Linked DNA regions of Mus musculus: region 1 is linked to region 2. Evidence: chromatin contacts called from public promoter capture Hi-C data. All regions are on one chromosome and are shown on one strand. The core of a region is the stretch at or near the end of the contact, and the rest is flanking DNA. Distances in the headings are between cores, read along the strand shown. Region 1 holds the start of Zfp202 (zinc finger protein 202). Region 2 holds the start of Pus3 (pseudouridine synthase 3).

Evidence for each region. Promoter capture Hi-C pulls out the DNA fragments that hold promoters and counts their contacts.
Region 1: a promoter capture Hi-C map of hippocampal neurons shows a contact between it and region 2, with 4 times the contacts expected there. The contact joins the promoter of Zfp202 here to the promoter of Pus3 in region 2. A contact is called at or near these places in 2 of 39 promoter capture datasets (hippocampal neurons and liver).

What each region holds. Positions count from the first base shown.
Region 1 is chr9:40,188,244-40,193,570 of GRCm38.p6, forward strand. Zfp202 (zinc finger protein 202) reads left to right here and starts at 4,073. Exons shown (of 7, transcript NM_030713.2): 1 at 4,073-4,194.
Region 2 is chr9:35,554,735-35,559,904 of GRCm38.p6, forward strand. It overlaps Pus3 (pseudouridine synthase 3), which reads left to right and starts at 3,826. Exons shown (of 5, transcript NM_023292.5): 1 at 3,826-3,999; 2 at 4,569-4,783. Ddx25 (DEAD box helicase 25) reads right to left here and starts at 3,736. Exons shown (of 12, transcript NM_013932.4): 1 at 3,604-3,736; 2 at 2,951-3,017; 3 at 2,648-2,695; 4 at 2,032-2,167. The coding sequence starts at 3,666.

The DNA of each region.
Region 1 (5,327 bases), core at 2,823-5,322, 4.6 Mb after region 2:
TGTAAATGTGTTATACATAAATGAACTGGAATTTCTCCTTAAAGAGGAAAACGTCTCCGAAATCTTCAGCCAAAACATCTTAAGATTCTCTAAGATACATGTGGCAGAACTCAGGACTTGCTTAATTACAAGCTAAAGGGAAAAAGAGCAAAGTCAGACAAATGTCAGTAAGTTTTTAAAGTGTGTGAAGAATCCTGTTTCCCTCGTTTATTGATAACTGTTAGATTTATGCAGCAGCAGGAAGAGACAGGAAGTCTGGCTTTCAATAAACAGGGCTGTGTTTATTAGCATACATAGTGAGGGGCAGCCTCTCTCCCAAGGGAAACTTGGGATTTGCCAAGGAAAACAAGCTGGCTTTGACCGTTTATAGGGACAGAATAAGGGGCTAGGAATGAGGAAGCTGTTACAGCCATAGGGGGCTGCAGGACTCTCCTTCCTGAAAGTACTGGCCCAAAGGAGATAAGCTCTCGTGGGAGACTGTCTTTACAGACATTCCTTTCTGTGCTGACCAGTAAGGCTTAACAAAGTCATCTGTAATCTCATAGGAATCCTGTTTTACCACTGAGACACTATCAATAGCTGTATCTTGCTGCCCCACGCACAAGGCATCCCATGCCTTGTTGTCTCAGCCCTATTGCTTTACTGTAAGAGAAATGCACTGGAGTCTCCTTGTCAATGCTGATGGTCTTTCAAAAAATGTCTGAAATGAACCTGCTTTCTGTTTGGTCAGTTGTTAATAAGGCCCCCTCTACCTTGACACGATACACAATTTTAGGCAAGATGAAAGGGACTCATTCCCAGGTAGTATAAAAACTCAAAGGCATCTTGTAATATATATATGATTTCTATTTTGTGGATTATTTCAGTTTCCAGAATTTAGTCCCAGTAGAACAGGCACAAACACAAGATGCCTCAGAGCTAATATCACTGAAAGCCTTGTTGGAGAATTCCATTTCTGGTTTCTGTGAAGTTCATGACTGTGAAGGCTCACTTGCAGATTTAGCATGCAGAGCCCCTAAGAAGCAAACACACACTTGGGCAAGATATCTGTCAAAACTCTAATGATGATGCCAGCGAGTCAGCTTGTAGAGATGAGTATTACATATGCCCTTTTCCCAATGATGAAGACTATCATTTAAAACCCATCAAAACTTAGCATTTTAAAAGGATTATTGTACATTCCTTTCGGTATTAAATTGAACACATACACTCAGAAACAGGCTGTATGAGAAAAGTGTTATTATCTCAATTGCTATACCTTATGTTCACTAAAAAAAAAAAAAAAAAAAAAAAAAGCAGCTCTACATTGGAATTGATAATTCCATGGATTTTACCCAAAGCTATCTAGAAAGTAATGGAAATTGCCTTGGATAAGAAAATGTGGATATTAGCCCAAAACCTAGGATACCCAAGATATAAGATACAATTTCCTAAACACATGAAACTCAAGAAAAATGAAGACTGAAGTGTGGACACTATGCCCCTCCTTAAAAGTGGGAACAAAACACCCTTGGAAGGAGTTACAGAGACAAAGTTTGGAGCTGAGATGAAAGGATGGACCATGTAGAGACTGCCTTATCCAGGGATCCACCCCATAATCAGCATCCAAACGCTGACACCATTGCATACACTAGCAAGATTTTATCGAAAGGACCCAGAGGTAGCTGTCTCTTGAGAGACTATGCCGGGGCCTAGCAAACACAGAAGTGGATGCTCACAGTCAGCTAATGGATGGATCACAGGGCTCCCAATGGAGGAGCTAGAGAAAGTACCCAAGGAGCTAAAGGGATCTGCAACCCTATAGGTGGATCAACATTATGAACTAACCAGTACCCCGGAGCTCTTGACTCTAGCTGCATATGTATCAAAAGATGGCCTAGTCGGCCATCACTGGAAAGAGAGGCCCATTGGACACACAAACTTTATATGCCCCAGAACAGGGGAACGCCAGGGCCAAAAAGGGGGAGTGGGCGGGTAGGGGAGTGGGGGTGGGTGGGTATGGGGGACTTTTGGTATAGCATTGGAAATGTAAATGAGCTAAATACCTAATAAAAAATGGAAAGAAAAAAAAAGAAAATGGAGTCATCTTTAACAATCTACAGAGAATAAAGTAACAGTGATGAAAGGAAGAGAACAAAGGACCAAACTTGATCCAGGAAAAGTCTGTGTCTATTTCACCAGGCCAAGGGATGCCCAGATAACTGGACAAAAATCTGTGTCCCTTACACACCCTTGCCATGTGTTTGAGTGTGGAAGTTATTAGCACTTGAATCAGTGGGTCTCAGTCAATCTGTTGAGAGCTGAATAGAAGAGAAAGGCAGGAGAGAGCAAAATACCCTCTTTTAAGGCAAGGCATTGTTTCATCCTGATATACCAAGAACCTGATCCTGGAACCTGCTGATGCCGGGTTTGCAGCGACACCCCACCTTCACCTACCTGTTCTGGGGCTGGATGTCGCCACCAGTTTCTCAGCTCTCCATTCTGCAGTCCACACAGATCCTGCACCATCATCTCAGCCTCCATAATTGGAGGAGCAAATTCTCATACTAAACCTTCATTACTTAGTACCCTTCTCGGGGTACTTAGCCCCATTAACGATAGAATTTTAAAATGCACTAAGAAGAAACCTCAAAGACAATTTTATTAGACAAAACAAAAAACAAAAAACAAAAAACAAAAAAAAAACAGAGCAGGCAAACTAAATTTCAGTTTCAGCCCCTGCCTAGAAAAAGAAAATGGACAAGAGGAAGAAAACAAACCTGTCATTGTAAGCAGTCACATAGTGCAGCAGAGGGAGGGATACTTCAGAAAATAATAGAAAGGCTCCAAGTAACAGAAAAAGCATACTTTGGCTCTGTCCAGTGTCCTCAGATAAAGATTTAAAAAAAAAAAAAAAAAAAAAAAAAAAAAAAAAAAAACGAAGGGGAGGAGGAGGGGGAAGAGGAACAGGAAGAGGAAGAGGAGGAGGAGGGGAAAAGTATACCTTAGTCAGGACTCAGAAGGGCAGACAGACCTGCCCATTCTGGCACTGACTGCCTGAACTGAACAGAATCAGGTTTCTGAAAAAGTACATTATCTATCTCATTAAAGGGATACCGTCACCAACTCCCATGTCTTTTACCACGGTATTAAGTGAACTTGCATTCTGGTGGGGTGGTCAGGTGATTGGCTGGGCACAACTGGATTAAATCTCACGATTGCTCGGTCTTCAGCCAGGCTAGAGGTAGACTCCATCCACTCCTTTGACCGAAGAACAGTCTTCCAGTTGGGGCTTCAACAAAGCTTTGATCAAGGGTGTTGTAACACCCTCTGCAGAACACAGCTGCCTCTCTAGCAAAAGCAATTAACATGTCCAGTTCAAAGTATGCTAAGCAGTCTCGAGCAGTTTGTCCCATGAACGGAAACGGTTTTCAAGAAATGGCTGAAAGGAGAAGACTTGCACATGTCACCATGTGACATTCAGGGCAAGATGGACTATAGAAGTGTTAGGGACAAAGACAAAAATGAACAACTTAGATCAGGGAAGACAGTGGCAAAGAGGCACCAAAATAGCACACAAAGGTTAATAGACAACACCACCATTTCCTTACTGAGCTTCAGTCTACCTTCCAGTTTTTAGTTCTAAGACCAACAGTTTGTGTTTTTTCAAGACGGACAGAGTTGACAGGCAGATGTTCTGGCGGCCCGGCAACAGCTGTGCATGAAGGAGCCAGCATTCAAATCTAAACCTTTCTTTTTTTATTCTTCCATGCTTGAAGGAAAAGAAAACTGCGTGGGAAGGAGGGGATTCTCTTGTGGAGATGTAGATACCAAAACCAACATGAAAGATGAAAACAAAACCCTGTAGGAAGTGGACAATGAATACCACGCCTAGGAAGGTGATGGGTTTGCCGCAAAGGGGACTGGCCATAGAGGGCAGCAGTCCAGGGAATGCTTCCCGGCATGGGTCTCACTGGAGAAGCCCCAGGCTTCGACCAACAGGAACACAACGAGTGGACCAAACCTCCTACAGCCTAGACAGGCTCCAGCACCCCTTGGAGGTGGGGCGAGTGGTCGCTTCCGGTTCCGGGCGCAGAGGACCCACGTGTTCCGACCCGCTGGGCCCCGCGCGACTCGGATCCCGCTCGGCTCTTTCGGCCGGGAGTGGGTGGGGGAGCACCGGGCAGGGGAGGAGCCGCCGGAGCCGCGGGAGACGTGAGTGTCGGGGACCTGGCCGGCGAGCGGGCACCGCAGCGGGCGGGGAGGGAAGGGCAGGAGCATTGGGAGGGGCAGCAGACCCCGCCCCCCCGGCGCCGGGGGACAGCGCCTGCCAGGGAAGGGGTGGCGGCGGGGTCCCCGCGGCCTGGGCGTTGTAACCATGTCACCTCCTCGCGGCCAGAGCCGGGACGTCCGGAGACAAGGGTGGCACTCCAGGCTTCTCTGCCCAGCCACCTCCTTCCGCCCCCTCTGGGGGCCTGCGGACATGCACTGTGCCCCTCGGATTGCGTCCATACCAACCGCTCCGGTGCGCTAGAAGCCAGTGGGGTGTAGCCTAGGCCCCTTGACGCCCACCTTCCCCTCTCTTCAGACTTTTCACTCTGCATCGCACATTGCTCCAGAGCCCTCCCTGCAGGTTTTGCCTTCCCTCCTTCCCAGCGAACCCCGCCCCCTTCACATGCGATCTTATCACCTGTGATCCTTGCCAGTCCTTGGCCGTCTAGCGTGTGGCTCTCACCTGGCTTAGTGACAGGCTCAGAACTTCCCTGTAGAGCTAGAGGCTACTGTCTGCACTGTCTGAACTTCTTTCTTCCTACCCCTGACAACCAGCTCGGGGACCTCTTCTCCAGCTCATCTCACCATCTGCGGGACTTTCCATAGTGGACTGAAAGTTTGCTAGTTTTTTATTCCATGGCCGACCTGGTCCTCTCACACACTTTCCCCTGGGCTGTGGCTGTCTCGTATTCTACACATGGATAGCGCTGTCTTTTCTCTGTGCAGAACTCCCCAAAGGGAGATCTCTAGGTCCAGCTTATCGTCTTGGTCGTGGTTAGGAGTGCCACATCTAGGGTTTTGCTGTCAGGTTATTCTGTCCATAGTCTACAGGTGAAAGGCAGTAGGGAAAGCTTGGGGCAACGAAGTCACAAGGCATCTCTCTGTGCAGCTTTTTCTTTGAAGCAGCCCCATGGACCTTAATCCAGAAAACAGTTTCAATGAAGTGTCAGGATGGCTGTGAGAAGCTTGCTAGGAGAAGCAAGTGACAGTGGGATATTTGGAGGCCATCAAATATCTTGAGTCACTTTCTGCTATTGCTGCCTAACATAAAAGGGTTAGGAGGAAGGCAGTACATT
Region 2 (5,170 bases), core at 2,576-5,075:
TTGAAAGGTGCACCTCTGAGGTGCCATTTGCAATTGAGCGTTGTTAGTTGTCTCAGCCACAGTGTTTGACACTTAGGGATTTATTTTAGCTCATGGTTTACGGAGGGGCAAAGTCCATTATGGAGGGGAGAGCGTGTTGGTGAGCATGTAAAGTTGCTGGTCTCATTGTGCCTGTGGTCAGAAAACAGAGATTGACTCTGCTCCGTTCAGCTGGCTTTCTCCTTTCCTGTGTTTTACTCAGACGAAGCCCCCAGCCCATGACAGTGCCAGCCCCATGCAGGACGTTCTTTCCTTCTCGCCTAAACCTCACTGCAAACACCTCAGACACATACCTGGGTGTGACCTGGGTCATTTCAAATCCAGTCAAGGCAATAAAGATTAACGTCCTATAAGCACTGGAAGTCATACTTAGAAATACATTATTTATACATCAACCCTACTCCCAACTATATACAGTCATGCCTCTAAGTTGGACTACTAAAATAATAAACTAGGCTAGAAGCCTGGGTCAAGGGAAGGAGTAAGGGGTGAAAGCCAAACGTTCTGTTAGATGGTTGGCGGGGGTTGGGGGGGGGGAGAGGATTCTTCTGATGAAAGGAACATATCCATTTACAGCAAGTGTTATTTTCCCACAAAACTGGGACACCAAGTGGCAGTTGTGGTTTAATTCCTTTTTATGAATGACAGAAATTTTCAGAAAAGAAAAGGATGATTGAGGCGACTCTTATGGTTTCTTTTTGACTCCATACCCTATAATCCCATATTGCTGATGCAGGAACTTTAAAATGCATTTTTCCTGTACTCCTCTGCAAAATGTCCGAATGCGCACAGCCCAAATGGGCTAGAACATTTACACCTTTCATGAGTCACTCATACATTTGGGTGTTCTTTTCTCATATTTTTCTTCTTCTTCCAATCAGGGTTTCTCTGTGTAGCCAGTCTGGCTGTCCTGAAACTGTCTCTGTAGACCAGGCTGGCCTTGAGCCCACAGAGATCACCTACTTTTGCCTTCCAAGTGTTGCAACCGAAGGAAAGCACCGCCATATGCCTGGCTACATTGGGTGTTCCTAATTTGCTATGTTATTTGTTGGATGACTGGCAACCCCGTCTTAATCACAGGCCTCTCTCTCACTTAGAAAGTGTCTGGGCACTGGGATGTTGGATCTTTTCCTTTATATAAGTTCCTATGCTACTATATCATTCTCTTGGAAACCAAATAGTGGGCGTTCCCGATTGAGAAGCTCGCAACAAAGGCCAAACAAGAATCAGAAATCCAATCCTCCATAATCAATGAAGACATCTTCCAGATTTATAAGCCATTTCTCTACTACAAAGCAAAAGTGTGTGCTAAGTAAGTATAAGTAACACTGAGTTACAGCCAAGCCCTGGGATGAGTGCCGCAGCGGCTGTCCACACTCACTCACAGGCTCATCATTCAAGCCAGTGGGCCTGAGGTATGGGCAAAAGGCTTGTCTAAAGTTGCCGTTTGGATAGTTGGCCAAGCTGCTACCTAGCCAGGTCCATTCTGCCTTCATACACGGCAGGCAACATAAGCCTGGTTTGGCCTCACATATCTGTGGCCTTTTGTTGTTGTTGTTAGAATATATTTTCTTCATGGCAATTTTAACCCTAGGGGATGAAAACTCATTTGAGAAAGTTACTCATTTTAATACCATTTGAAATAAAGTATGGTTAGAAAAGCAAAAGCTTATAACTTTTTAAGAAGTGCTAAGGGGATCATGCTCAGGCCATCAACGCCTGTGTCTGGATTCTGTCCTCGATTGGGTATCCCCAACTTCTGCAAGATTAAAATATTTTCTATCAAAAAGTGCTCAGGATACCTAGCCAACTTAGGTATCCGAGTATTCCCTGAGATATGTTTTAATTGCAATGTAAAACTATAGGATCTACTTTAATACGGCGTGCTAGGAAACGAAGGGGGGATGCTGATGGGTTTGGGTAACTAGCATGGTAGGCTGTTAATGTTTACTTGCATAAGCATCCACATACACTAAGAGCTAAGATACTCACAGCCGTAGCTCTTCAAAGGTTTTCACCGAGTAGAGTGGAGAGCTGGGATCCTTCTGTAAGACTTCCACTCGGTGGCTGGATTCTATTAAGGACTGACGGATTAGCTTGTTTAAGAGTGAATTGGCTGCCAAATCCACTAAAAAAAAAAAAAGGCAAAATCACAAGAGGACATCAAACCTCCCGGATGACAGCTAATTAACTGTTATCTCCTACTGAGCAACAGTACATATCAACCAACAGCAGCTTGTTCTCATCTTCCTGACAAAAGGAAGTCCGAGAAGGAATGCCACAGCACCGAGGATTCCCTCCTTTTACCAAGACCCAGTTTCTTATGCTCTGTTGTGCAAACCCTTGACCACGTGCAGACCGACATCTAATTGCAATATCTTCCTAGCCAAACCGAAAATTCTTAATCTACACCTTGCAGTTTTCATTTCAACGTAGTCTAAAGGAATGCACCCCCCTCCTAATTCAGTACTCCCCCCCCATAGTATTCATTCAAAAAGAAAACAAAGATAGTGCTTTCCCAAGGAAATTAATCCTTTTAGCACAGTCAAAGCGATGGTAAACCAAGCAGCAGAGCTAATAGGTACATTCAGTCGAGCTTGTCTCCTACCTACATCGTCTTCATCATCATCATCATCTTCCGTGTTAAGAGAGCCGTCTATGAGGGTAAAAGGGAAAATAAGAAGCATAAAGAAAAATGTTGAGTGGAAACATACAATGCATTCTCAGAACGTCTCACAGACGCTACAGTGTATGCAAACAGAGCCATCTCCTGCAAGAGTAAAGCGATGTGCCTGAGGAGGTGGAGGATTTTCAGTGGAGAGGAAGGAAGCCAAAGCTATTTCATGGCAGATACATGGGGAAAGCAAAGGTGTTAATTAAGCCAGTCTTGCTTTAGCCTAACAACACTCACCTATGTTTGGGACTGTGGTACTCCTAATACCACGAAGGTTCTTCCTGGGATGGACGAGATTTGAAAACTATTGAAAGGCACAAAATTCAACCAAGGTTAGGAAGCAGGACATCAAGCAAGAAGCATGGCGCTATCCTACAGCAAGGGGAGGGAAGACCACCTCAAACTGCTTCCTTTGCAATGTTAAGGGTTAATGATTTCATTATAAGAATCTGTGTAATTGTATGAATTCTCATATAATAGAATGGGGGCTTCCATAGTCTCTCTTTATAAGGGCTCTTAGTTTGAATATGGGCAGCATCTGGGTGATGGGTGGTTTACAACTACAAGGGGAAGGTGGCTATGAAGATGAGAAGCCTGCTAAATGGTCAAAACCAGGATAGGAGAAAACTCAGTACAGATAGGACTAGCAGCTGCGCACTCTCTCTGTATTTCCTGAGGGGGTCTCTGCCCTTTCAAATCAAAGGTCGGTCCTTTCTGGGAGTCTCCTTTTCTGTGGCCTTTCCAGCCCAGCCCCCCATCACTTGACACCCCCCATCACTTGACACCCCGCTCTAAACGCCGGCCGGGCGCTCCCCTTCCCAGGGGACTTCCCTCGGGAGTCCCTGTTCTAGCCCCCGCCCCTGGGCCCTCCCCTGCTCAGCGGCAGTTACGTGGCTGTTCAGCCGCTCGCTCTCCGCCGCCCCGGCGTCGCCTCCCCAAAGTAACGACGCCATAGCTGCGGTCTCCGCTCTCGCCCCTGGCACGTGCTGCCACCCCCGCGCGGGGCAGCGCCGGCTCGGCTCAGTGGCCAATGGTCAGGCTCCGGGACCGGCGTCCGCCTCGCGACCACCCGTGGCGCGGCGCAGTGCGCAGGCGCGGGCCCGGCGCGGGGCGGGCGGAGGGAGAGAGGTGCGGGGCGCAGCTGTGCGGGACACCCGCGAGCTTTCCGTTTGACCAGCCGGCCATCCGCACAGCAGAGAGAAAGTGGGCACGGAGGCGGTACACACACCGCGCTGCAGGCTCTCGTGCGGGTATCTCTCCCGACAGCCCCGCTTGGGCATCACCAGGTGTGAGGTTGCACAGTGGAGGGAGAGATGGGCTTGACCAGAGGTTCAGAAGGAAAACAGAACTCAAGTGCGGACATGTGTCCAGGATACCTGTGATGTGCCCACATACACGCATATTTTAATTTTTATTCTAAGGAGGGGTCTCCTTTTAAAGCAATCTGGACCACCACTATCTATATCTATGACATGTATTGCACAGCTCTGGGGTAGCTCTTTGGTCCAACCTTATGCTAAGTTTGGACCAAAGAACCAGGATTTTCAGTTTTCTGACTGGAATTTTAAGACTTGGGGCAACATTTCTATAATTGTCAAAAGCAGAAACTCAAAACTGGAGCCATGATCTCTCCGTGGTGCTGAAGCAGAATTCCTTGGCCCTGTTCTGTCGCAATCTTTCAGTGTTTTCAGGTCAAAGCATTTCCCTTTAACCCTTACATTTACATTCTAGTAGTAAATGTTTCGACTCTCAAGGTTAAATTTCTGTTAATTAAACGATGTTGGGACAGGATCTTCAATCTCTTAGTTTTCATATAGGATAGCCAGCATTTGAAAATCTTTTTTTCTCATTTTAGACCAGACTATATTTCTCGTATTGGCTTGCGGTAAAGAGGAAGCTGCATCAGAAACCTGCGCATGCGGTGGGCTTCGGCTAAAAGCCCACACCGTGCCTTCCGAACTACATTTCCCAGAACCGTCGGCGCACGCTTGGTGAAGCCGCGCATGCTTACTGAAGACGGAAAGCCATAGCTTCCGGCTAGCCGCATGGCCGCCTACTGAGGACCGGAAGGTGAGTTAAACTCTGAGTTGGGCATCTTTGAGTTCTAGAGAGGAATGAACAGATGGAGGCTGAACTGCTACCTTCTGCCCTGGTATTTAAGTGTTTAAGAAGGCCTTGGTGTATGAAATGGGACTTAGGACAACGCATATCGTGTCGTGCCTGGAACTTCTAGCAGCTAGGAAATCCCATCGGCGGGGCTTAGAGTCTGTAACTAGTTTAGAGGGCCTCTACTACATCAAAATTGCTCAAATATGAACAGTGGAAGCCCATTAATTATGCTATGGAAGGAAGGGGTGGCGGGAAACTTTGGGTTTTGTTTTACACAATTCTTTTCAGAGTTGATTAATGGTCGTAGCGCGTCTCAAACCCTTTATTACAAAGGAAATGTGTACCCTC